Linked DNA regions of Danio rerio: region 2 is linked to region 1. The links are chromatin contacts, called in public Hi-C maps. All regions are on one chromosome and are shown on one strand. Each heading gives the region's core, a stretch centred on a gene start, on an enhancer-like site or on the middle of the called end of the contact. The rest is flanking DNA. Distances are from core to core; before and after follow the strand shown. Region 1 overlaps prex1 (phosphatidylinositol-3,4,5-trisphosphate-dependent Rac exchange factor 1). Region 2 holds the start of tmem81 (transmembrane protein 81).

The links. Hi-C and Micro-C count contacts between places; a contact is called where the count stands out from the background.
Region 2: a contact with region 1 is called in a Hi-C map of embryo, with 1.6 times the contacts expected there. The contact joins the promoter of tmem81 here to the enhancer-like site in region 1. A contact is called at or near these places in 2 of 18 Hi-C or Micro-C datasets (embryo and hematopoietic stem cells).

Annotation. Positions count from the first base shown.
Region 1 is chr8:27,413,144-27,417,500 of GRCz12tu, forward strand. prex1 (phosphatidylinositol-3,4,5-trisphosphate-dependent Rac exchange factor 1) reads right to left here. Exons shown (of 42, transcript XM_073910421.1): 6 at 736-840; 7 at 294-395. Among named protein-coding and RNA genes, the nearest start is that of tmem81, 52 kb to the right of the region's middle. Within about 2 kb of position 2,373, at least 11 of the 62 cell types and tissues checked have an H3K27ac peak or open chromatin away from gene starts, as enhancers often do.
Region 2 is chr8:27,466,123-27,470,829 of GRCz12tu, forward strand. It overlaps tmem81 (transmembrane protein 81), which reads left to right and starts at 1,338. Exons shown (of 2, transcript XM_009304032.3): 1 at 1,338-1,438; 2 at 2,719-4,707. The coding sequence starts at 2,721. The coding sequence ends at 3,500. It overlaps prex1 (phosphatidylinositol-3,4,5-trisphosphate-dependent Rac exchange factor 1), which reads right to left. Exons shown (of 42, transcript XM_073910421.1): 2 at 689-752. The coding sequence starts at 735.

The sequences.
Region 1 (4,357 bases), core at 1,123-3,622:
AAGCTCAAAAAAGTGCTTAAAATGTCACTAAAATGCAACATTTAAACTTCATAATTAAATAGAAAATGAGGCATATAACTGCAAGGAGAAAAAAGAACCACCCCTTTCAGCAGGCTGGCGATGAAACTGTATTACTCACATAAAAATAACAGTAAACTAATCACATTCTAAAACGTCAAAAGAAAAAAATTCTATAATTCACTGTTTTATTATACTGATGCACAAAAACCCGTTTCCAACCATGTCCCAAAAACAAACAACATCTTTGCCTATAACGAAAAAGGTAGCCTTACCCTTAATAGCAAAGGGTATTTACAGATCCTCTGTATAGGCGAGAGGAGATACCCTTCAAGAGGAACATCTGTGCTCTTCTTACCACCTAACAACATGAGGTGCTGAAAAAAAAAAAAAAAAAAACACATGACCTGATTAATTCAACATCCTTCTATCTAAACAGATACATGTTGAGTTTCCATGGAAAGCTCTGAACGACACTCTCGATTTCTACAGTATAACTTTAGGTATCAGTTTCACTTCAAATAATTTTGGAGATTAAAATTAATGAGTGTATGTGTAATGTTTATTCACGACAATCAGCAATGAAATCTGTTGCTGGGTTACAAATGCAGAACTGAAGTGACAGTACTGGCGTATGAGGGATTTTCGTCAGAATATGATATAATAAAAATGATGGGATTTTTTTTTGAAAGCATCAGACATATAAGTGGTGCTTACCAGCAGAAAAGCCCGTATGTGAGGGATCTTGTTGAGCTCCATCAGTAGTCTGAGTGCTTTCTCATGGTTACTACAGTACTCGCCATACACTGAAAAACGCACTTTCTGTAGAGGAAACAAAAGAGTTATACTTCAAAATACTTTTTGTTTTTTTGGAATGAGACCATCTAAACCAGGGGTGCCCAAACTTTTTTAATGAAGGGCCAAAAACCAAACTTGATAGAGTGTGATGGGCCGAAGCTAAATATACCAAACTGTATTAAATTATTTGCCATAGTAACTTTACTAATTTAATAATATTTAAAAAAATAAATAGAAAAAAAATATTTAATCATATTAATAATAATTACTTTTTTTTTTACAATACTGTACTTATAATACAATAAAACCATAAACAATCTCATTAACACAATGGAGTTCCATGCTTTTTTTAAATTCGCAAAATAACCTTTTTTACTCGATAGTGAAATGTCCTATAAGTGTGATTTTAGTAACGTGCCACACACATATACTCTATTTGTCGACATCTAAAATGTGCTTAAGGATTTCATGGCTCTAAAAAATCCAATTAATTCACAATATTTAATCAAAACTTTTTATTTCACTTTGCTTTTTTTTGTAGTTGTTCAATTAAACAAAAATGTTAATTTAGTGACTATCTCTGTTGAAGGCATTTGCCCCAACCTTACCCATTCTTCTCTCTCTCGTCTCAGATGAGATCATGGGCCAAATCAAATGTTACTATGGGCCACGTTTGGCCTGCAGGCCCTAGTTTGGGCATCGCTGATCTAAATAGATTTATATGCATTTTTTGAGTAGAAAAGAGGCTTTTGTGCTCTGTTGAAGACTTAGTTTAACACAAAATGAAATTTCACACACAATTCACTCAAGTAATTACTGTCTTTTTTTCTGTTGAACACAAGAGAAGATATTTTAAAGAATGTTGGAAAACTATAGCCACTGATATACATAGTAGTAAATACTATGGAAGTCAGTGGCTACAGTTTTCCAACATTCATCAAAATATCTTCTTTTGTGTTTAACAGATGAATGAGACAGACTTGGAGTCACTTGAAGTTAAATAAACAATCAGAGAATTTTTTATTTTTGGGTGAACTACTGTATCGATTTGACATCCCTTAACTATTAAACTCAAATGCTAAGGGGACGAGTGACAAGGAGAAAGAGTTTCAGGTAGTGAAACTGCCAAAGAAGCATAGAGACGCAGTCACTCTGCCACACTTTATTCGAAACAACACAGGAAGTGAAATCGAAGTGCATAGGTTACATCTAAAGGCCACACCTCCTCTACAAGCCACAAAAGCTACAGTACATGGATACAGGAAGTTGAGAGAAAAAAAAAGAAAGAAATGCAGCTCATCTTTATTCACTTTAACATTGAGCAGTTTAAATCTCCGATAAAACATGGGATAAAAAGAATCTGCACAAGGTTCCCATACGAAAGTTTGCAGGGGACGTCATTCAACTGCTATTTTAAATCATCAAAATGTGGAGTATGTAGTGACCAAATATGTATAAACAAATAAAAACTTGATTAATCATAAGAGCTCTGCACACATGTGGTGAAGTGCTTTTAAACAGCTTATACTCTTAATATGGTCCAACATTTTGTTTTGTTTTTTAGGAAAAATAATTATTGCAATAAAAATGATAAATTATGTAGTAAAGTAAAATGAACAGCTGTGTATTCCAAAATGTGTTAACTTGCTCGGAAACTTCCTCACACCCTCTGACATGCTAACCAGAGCCTAAAGAGAAATTTGATAATTTTAACATCGATATTGATAATAATTAATAGTATAATGTGTCTCTCTTTGCAGGACAAGAGCTTGGGTGGCATCTTGGATGGCACACTTTCTTTTGAAGGTCATATTCATAATTTCACACAGACTTCATATTTATTACTGCATAATTATTACTTGTCCTTCTCTCAGAACTAATAATACTGCAATTTTCATCCATGCACTATTCACTTCACGTAATGACTACTGCAGTGCTCTTCCTTCTAAACTTCTCCATAAACTCAAACTGGTTCAGAACTCTGCAGCTTCTGTCATTTCTAGGATTTCATTTCACAATTTCACAAACAAGCCACACCACATATTATCAGCTTCACAGACTTCTAAAAAGTATCCCATCAATTTTAAAATATTTCTCTCTTTTAAGGCACTTCACAATCTTGCTCCTCAACATCTCACCAAACTTCTCCAAATCTATACCCCTTCTCACACTCTTAGATCATCTAACTCTATCTCTCTGGAACCACCCTGTACTCGATTAAGCCAGATCTTTCAGCTCTTTGGCTCCTCAGCTATGGAAATTGCTTCCATTGGATTTAAGGAGCAGTGTAGGATTTAAGCAATAGTCTTCACACTTTTAAATCCTGCCTTAAGACCCAAATTGTTAAGCAGGCTGTCTTATGATTTTTTTATTATGTTATTTTATATTTAAGATGTTTTTGTATTTGCATCTCTTTTCATGTATTTGAAAATTATGATTGGCAACATTTTATTAATTGTTTTTGGTATGTTTGCTGATGTTCATTGTAAGGCGATCTTGGGTGTCCAGAAAGACGCCATTCATAAACAAAATTAATTATTATTTAACTATAGACAAGTTATTATTAATTCTAACTTAATTCATTGAAAAAAAGTAATATATTTTTTAAATATCCTGTTTTGATTAGACATTTTAAATACATATTTTTTGTAAATAAAAGAGTAAAGTAAAACTATTCTATTATTACATATTATTTTATGTTATTTGATTATTTATAATGACAAAACAACCACAAAACTTTATTAATGAATAAAACAAAACAACACAAAACAACATAACACAAAACAAAACAACCAAAACACAACAAAAACAACAATACACAATGCACAATAAAACAAAAACAAAACAACACACAAAACATGCTACAAAACAAAAACACACAAAACAAAAAACAAAACACACAGAAAAAAAGCAAAACCACACAAAACAAAACAAAAACACACAAAAACAACAACAACAAAAAACAAAGCAAAACAACAAAACACACAAAACTAAAAACAAAACACAAAACAAAAACAACAAAACACAAAACAAAACAAACAAAACAAAACAACAAAAACACACACAAAGCAAAACAACAAAACACACAAAACAAAAACAACAACACACAAAAAAATACAAAACAAAAACAACAACACACACAAAACAAAAAAATAATCTGCCTGAGCTGGGTCTACTAAAAGGTCCAAAATAGCAGTTCATCTGGATCAAATCAGGGCTGAAGTATCAGTTTATTAAAGATGCATGTGGTGAAGGTAGAATGTCATTTATCTGAGCTCCACAGGAACAGTCTGTGTAACCTTGATGAGGACGCTGTGGATCCTGACGGCTGAGTCTGCTCGAGGTGTTCCGACAAACCAGGAAAACTATACTGGAATTCTAAGGGCAACGTGTGTTTGGAAAACTGTTTGTGTTTGTTTTCCTCTTCACAAAACATCACAATTTCCTGCTCTCTGATTCCTCTCCCTTTTCCCCTAGAATTTGCATGCTGTTTGTAGGAGTTTGTGTATTCACAGAGGATCTGGCATTTGCATTAGTGTCT
Region 2 (4,707 bases), core at 88-2,587, 52 kb after region 1:
AATTATTCTGATAGATTAAACTTTAAATATATAGTTTACAATAAAGCTGTTTTGAAATCCATGTTTGTCCTGAGATTTTGTTTTAAATGGTATTGACCTGTAGGTACCACCAGCAACTTCAAAGCAGTTTAGTAGGAGGAAAAACGTTCCTCCCATAGGCTATATTAAATAGCCAGACAAACGACCAGCTCTGGTGTTGAGCCAAAGAAATTTACCCTACTGAACACACTTCATGCATCCAGGCTAACAGGTGTCTAAACTACTACACTGGATACAAATATGTTGAAATAACTGTGAATATAAAACTAATATGAATATAAAACTGTAGATGAAAAGTAGTCAGATCACCTACCGTCAAAATTACAATGGTAGTGACGCAAATGACATGATCATTGCAGTCAGCTTCCACTGTTTATTTTAATCATTAAAGCCATTAGAACTTCATTTTGTTAAAATAAGTCTTAACAGTCTAAATCTGTCATTTTAAAACACATGGGGTATTCTGGTAAATATACATAGGCTATTAATATTAATTACCAGAACTATCATTTTTGTTTCTGTGTCCACACAGAAGTCACTTTAGTTAACAAGAAAGGGAGTAAATGGTGACAGAAATGGTTGAACTGTCTCTGTAAATGTTAGTTTGTTTGTTCTGATGTACAGAAGGTTGTCGAGGCTTTGTTCATACCGTGTGTGCCCTTGAGGTGATGCATCCTCAGCATGACAATCAGCCATCAGTGCCTGTCCACATCCTGTTTACACCATCACAAAAGACTAGAGTCAAGTTCTCATCGCTCTCACACTAAAATATTTGGCCACTAAACCACCAGACTCCACCAAATGAATGGACAAAAACGTAAAGGTTAGGAATGAGTCTTTGGCCTGGTTTGAATCACTTTACCCCACAGGAGTCGTTCAGCTCCAAGCATTTCATAGCTGTGCGACATTTGAGAGGTGTCAATAACCGCTGGTCCTGCTTTACTTGGCTGCCCACACTAACTAAACATACTAGAGAAGTCTAAAGTTGTCATTGTTTGCTTTGGTGTGACTTAAATATTACTTTTTACCGAAAACTTAAACAAATATAGGTGACAAACATGTAAATACAATCAATAAATTTGTTACTTCAACCAAACCGGTAGCGTAATCACTCTGTCAAATGTTCTGTGACCGACCGCCATCTTGTGGCGGCAAAAGGCAACATAACAAAAACTCTGACTTTTTGTCCGTCTGAGATTATAACTCACTTAAAATATATATTTTAAACAAATAATATATGTTTTAATTAATAATTATAGCTTAATTTCCTCACCTCTATTATTTTAAACGACCTGACCAGATCAATCGATGAACGTACACACGTGACGTTTTTTTTTCACAGATGATGTTTTGAAGGAAATCAGAATCGACAGTTGACGGTTGACAAGTATCAAATGAGGTAATAATATCCACATTTTCTTTTTTCTGATTGATAAATTATTCAATATAACAAATATTTTTAATCTTATAGTCCTAATAATAAGTGCGATAAAACAGTTTGGAGCATAATTATGGAACAAACATTTGTTTTTTAAATTTGTTTGCTTAAAATTTAACTTTACTGTATACTAAAGATTATTAAAAGACGAAAAAGGAATTTAATATTTAATTAAATATTAATTTAAATCTGCTGAAAGGATACATGTTGAACAAGATATTTAACAGTAACGTCATACATGCTATTTCAGAACCCTGACTTGCCATGAAGATATCTGAAGATATACACCAAGTTAACTTACCAGTCAAAAGTTTGGGGTCAGTTTTTTTCATGTTTTTTTTTTTTTTTTAGTTATTCTGTTAATCAGGGAGGCATTTATGTAAAGAAATGTTAAATTGTTAAATATTTATAAAAATATAAATAACTGCTTTCTTATTGTATGTAGTTTTAAATGAAATTATTACTCTTGTCATTATTGCTTTTATTACTAATACCATTAATAATAATAATAGTTATAATGATATTAATTAATATTAGAGTGATTTCTGAAGGATCATGTGACTCTGAAGACTTAGTAATGAAGCTGAAAATTCATCTTTAAAACTCCTGTAATAAATGAATAAATGAAATGATAAACTACTTTGAACAGTTATTTTATAGTGCAATCACATTTCACAGTTTTACAATTTGTATTGTATTTTTGATTAAATAAATGCAGCCTTGGTCAGCAGGATAAGCTTATTTTAAAACATATAAAAATTATACTGACCACACACTTTTGACCGGTATTGTATATGGAATGATTTTGAGATTATAGGAGCTGAAAACAACACATAAAGCATAAGCATAAAACTGTTATTGAAGGTTTACATTGCAAATCAGATTAGAAGCACTTGTTTGGCATCTCATATAATAGAGCCACTAAAAATAAATAAATATACGTAAATAAATGTAATTATTTGCTGTGAACATTCTGTGTGGGCCTATAACTAATACTATATTTGTTTGTATTGTAAATTTTTCACATTTCTCAATATTTCCATTTTCTAAGGCAAAAACTAATTTAAAATATGAATACTTAAATTTTAAAACAAATAATTAGATAAAAAGCAAACAATTACATTTTCTTGCAAACGGTTAATTTTAAATAAAAATATGATAAATAATTTATTAAAAGACACTGTCATACTGAAAATCTACTGACAGCTTGGCTAGACTATTGCTCCTCTTCTGTGTCACAGTAATGGCTCTCTCCACACTTTGGCTGGTCTTAATGCTCTGGACGTCGCTGTTCTCCGACAGTCAGTGTAGCACTTTAAGCCAAGCTGAACTGCAAGAACTGGAGCAGATCCACACCTGGGTTGTCTCACGTAGCTTCCCCTGCAGTGTTACCTGTGGACTCGGCCTCCTAACTCAAGAACTCTGTCCTATTGGAGTGACCAGAAACATCTCCACAAGTTCCTGCAAGCTGAGGACCATAAGCTGCCTGGACTCCTGGCAGTGTGGCCTAAAGACCCAAACCGCTACTGTTGGTCGGCGACTGGTGCTCGATTGCTTGGAGGAGGTGATGGAAGCCATGGGTCGCTTTTCCTTTGTAGTGTCTTGGCGCTTTGCATTTGCCATCATCACCACCGATGATTCCTTATTCACCCGTTATGAAGCCCTTAGCCTGGACAAGGTGGTGCTAGACCCTCTCAGAGAGGAGGACTCTGGGACGTATCGCTGTGATGTACTGGACACCGGTAAACGAAGAGTGAAGAGGATGTACAAAGGCGTGAAGGTGTTGTCTCCTAAAGATCTGAGTTTAGACTTCGCTCAAGGTCTGATTCACTGGGAAATCCCTGAGAGCCGGTTTGCTAACCTCACTAGCTCAAGAAAAGTGTATTCCAGCAGCACAATCAGGAATATTGTGATTATCAGTGTGCCTTTATCTTTTGCAATCGCGGTGGTCATCTTTATATTCTTGTTTTGTTACTCTAGAAGAGCAAGAAGAGCAGCTCACCTTTGCCAGGACAACATTTGATTGATTAAAGAGTTAACTGAAGATCCCAAAATAACCTCAGGCTTATTTAGTCCTACGAGTCACAGATGTGTTAAGAATGAGTTTGACCTTGTCACTAATGTGTGGGATTAAAAAACATGTTCCAACTACTGTGTACTATTTATAGAGCCGAGTTGTTAATGAACTTTAAAAAAAAACATTCAAGTTTGTGTTAAAAGTGATAAACAGTTCACTTAATCAACAATCATCAGTCATTAGTGACTCATTGTGATGTTCATGAATCCTGTGTTATGCTTCTGGAAGTAGCCATCACAAGTTGGTGAGCTGTGGTCATAAAGGGATGGATAGGGTAAGTAACAATACTCTGGTTGGCTGTAGAGCTTAAACAATGTAATGTGTATTTATATAGCGCATTTATTGTGTATGGCCATACACCCAAAGCTCTTCACAATCATGAGGGAGGTCTCTTCACACGAACACTAGTGTGCAGCATCCACTTGGATGATACGACGGCAGCCATAGGACAACGGCGCCAGTGCGCTCACCACACACCAACTATTGGTGGAGTGGAGAGACAGTGATAGAGCCAATTTGGTGGATGGGGATGATTGGGAGGTCATAAGGGCAGATGGAGGAAACCTGGCCAGGACATCAGGATTACACCCCTATTCTTTAAGACAAGTGCCATGGAATTTTTGAAATTAAACATTTTTAATTTTTAAGACAGCACTCACTGACACTATAGCGTCCCCTTCACTTTACTGGGGCTTTAGCACTCACACAGACCACATGTTAAGTGCCCCCTGCTGGCCTCACTAACACCACTTCCAACAGCAACCTAGTTTTCCCATGTGGTCTCCCATCCAGGTACTGACCAACGCTCAATTGGTACTTAAAATGTGCAATCACAATATCCCTGATATCCAGTGTATTACTTATACGTTGACTAAAACCTATTTATGATATAAAAGAGTGAATTTTGACGAACAGTGAAAAGTTTGCATTCCTGCTCTGATAAATGTTTTTCCATGAAAGACCCTTACTGTTTTACTTTAACTTCCATGTGCGATATATGAGCATATTTTATACACACCATGAGTCAGATTTTACTTTAATTAAGTTATATGTAGATAGGCAAGGGGCGATAACCGGTTTCAAGGTTTACCAAGGTTCGAAAGTGTCAGGATATTAAAACCGCAAAAACGCTTTGTTATACCATTTCTAAGGT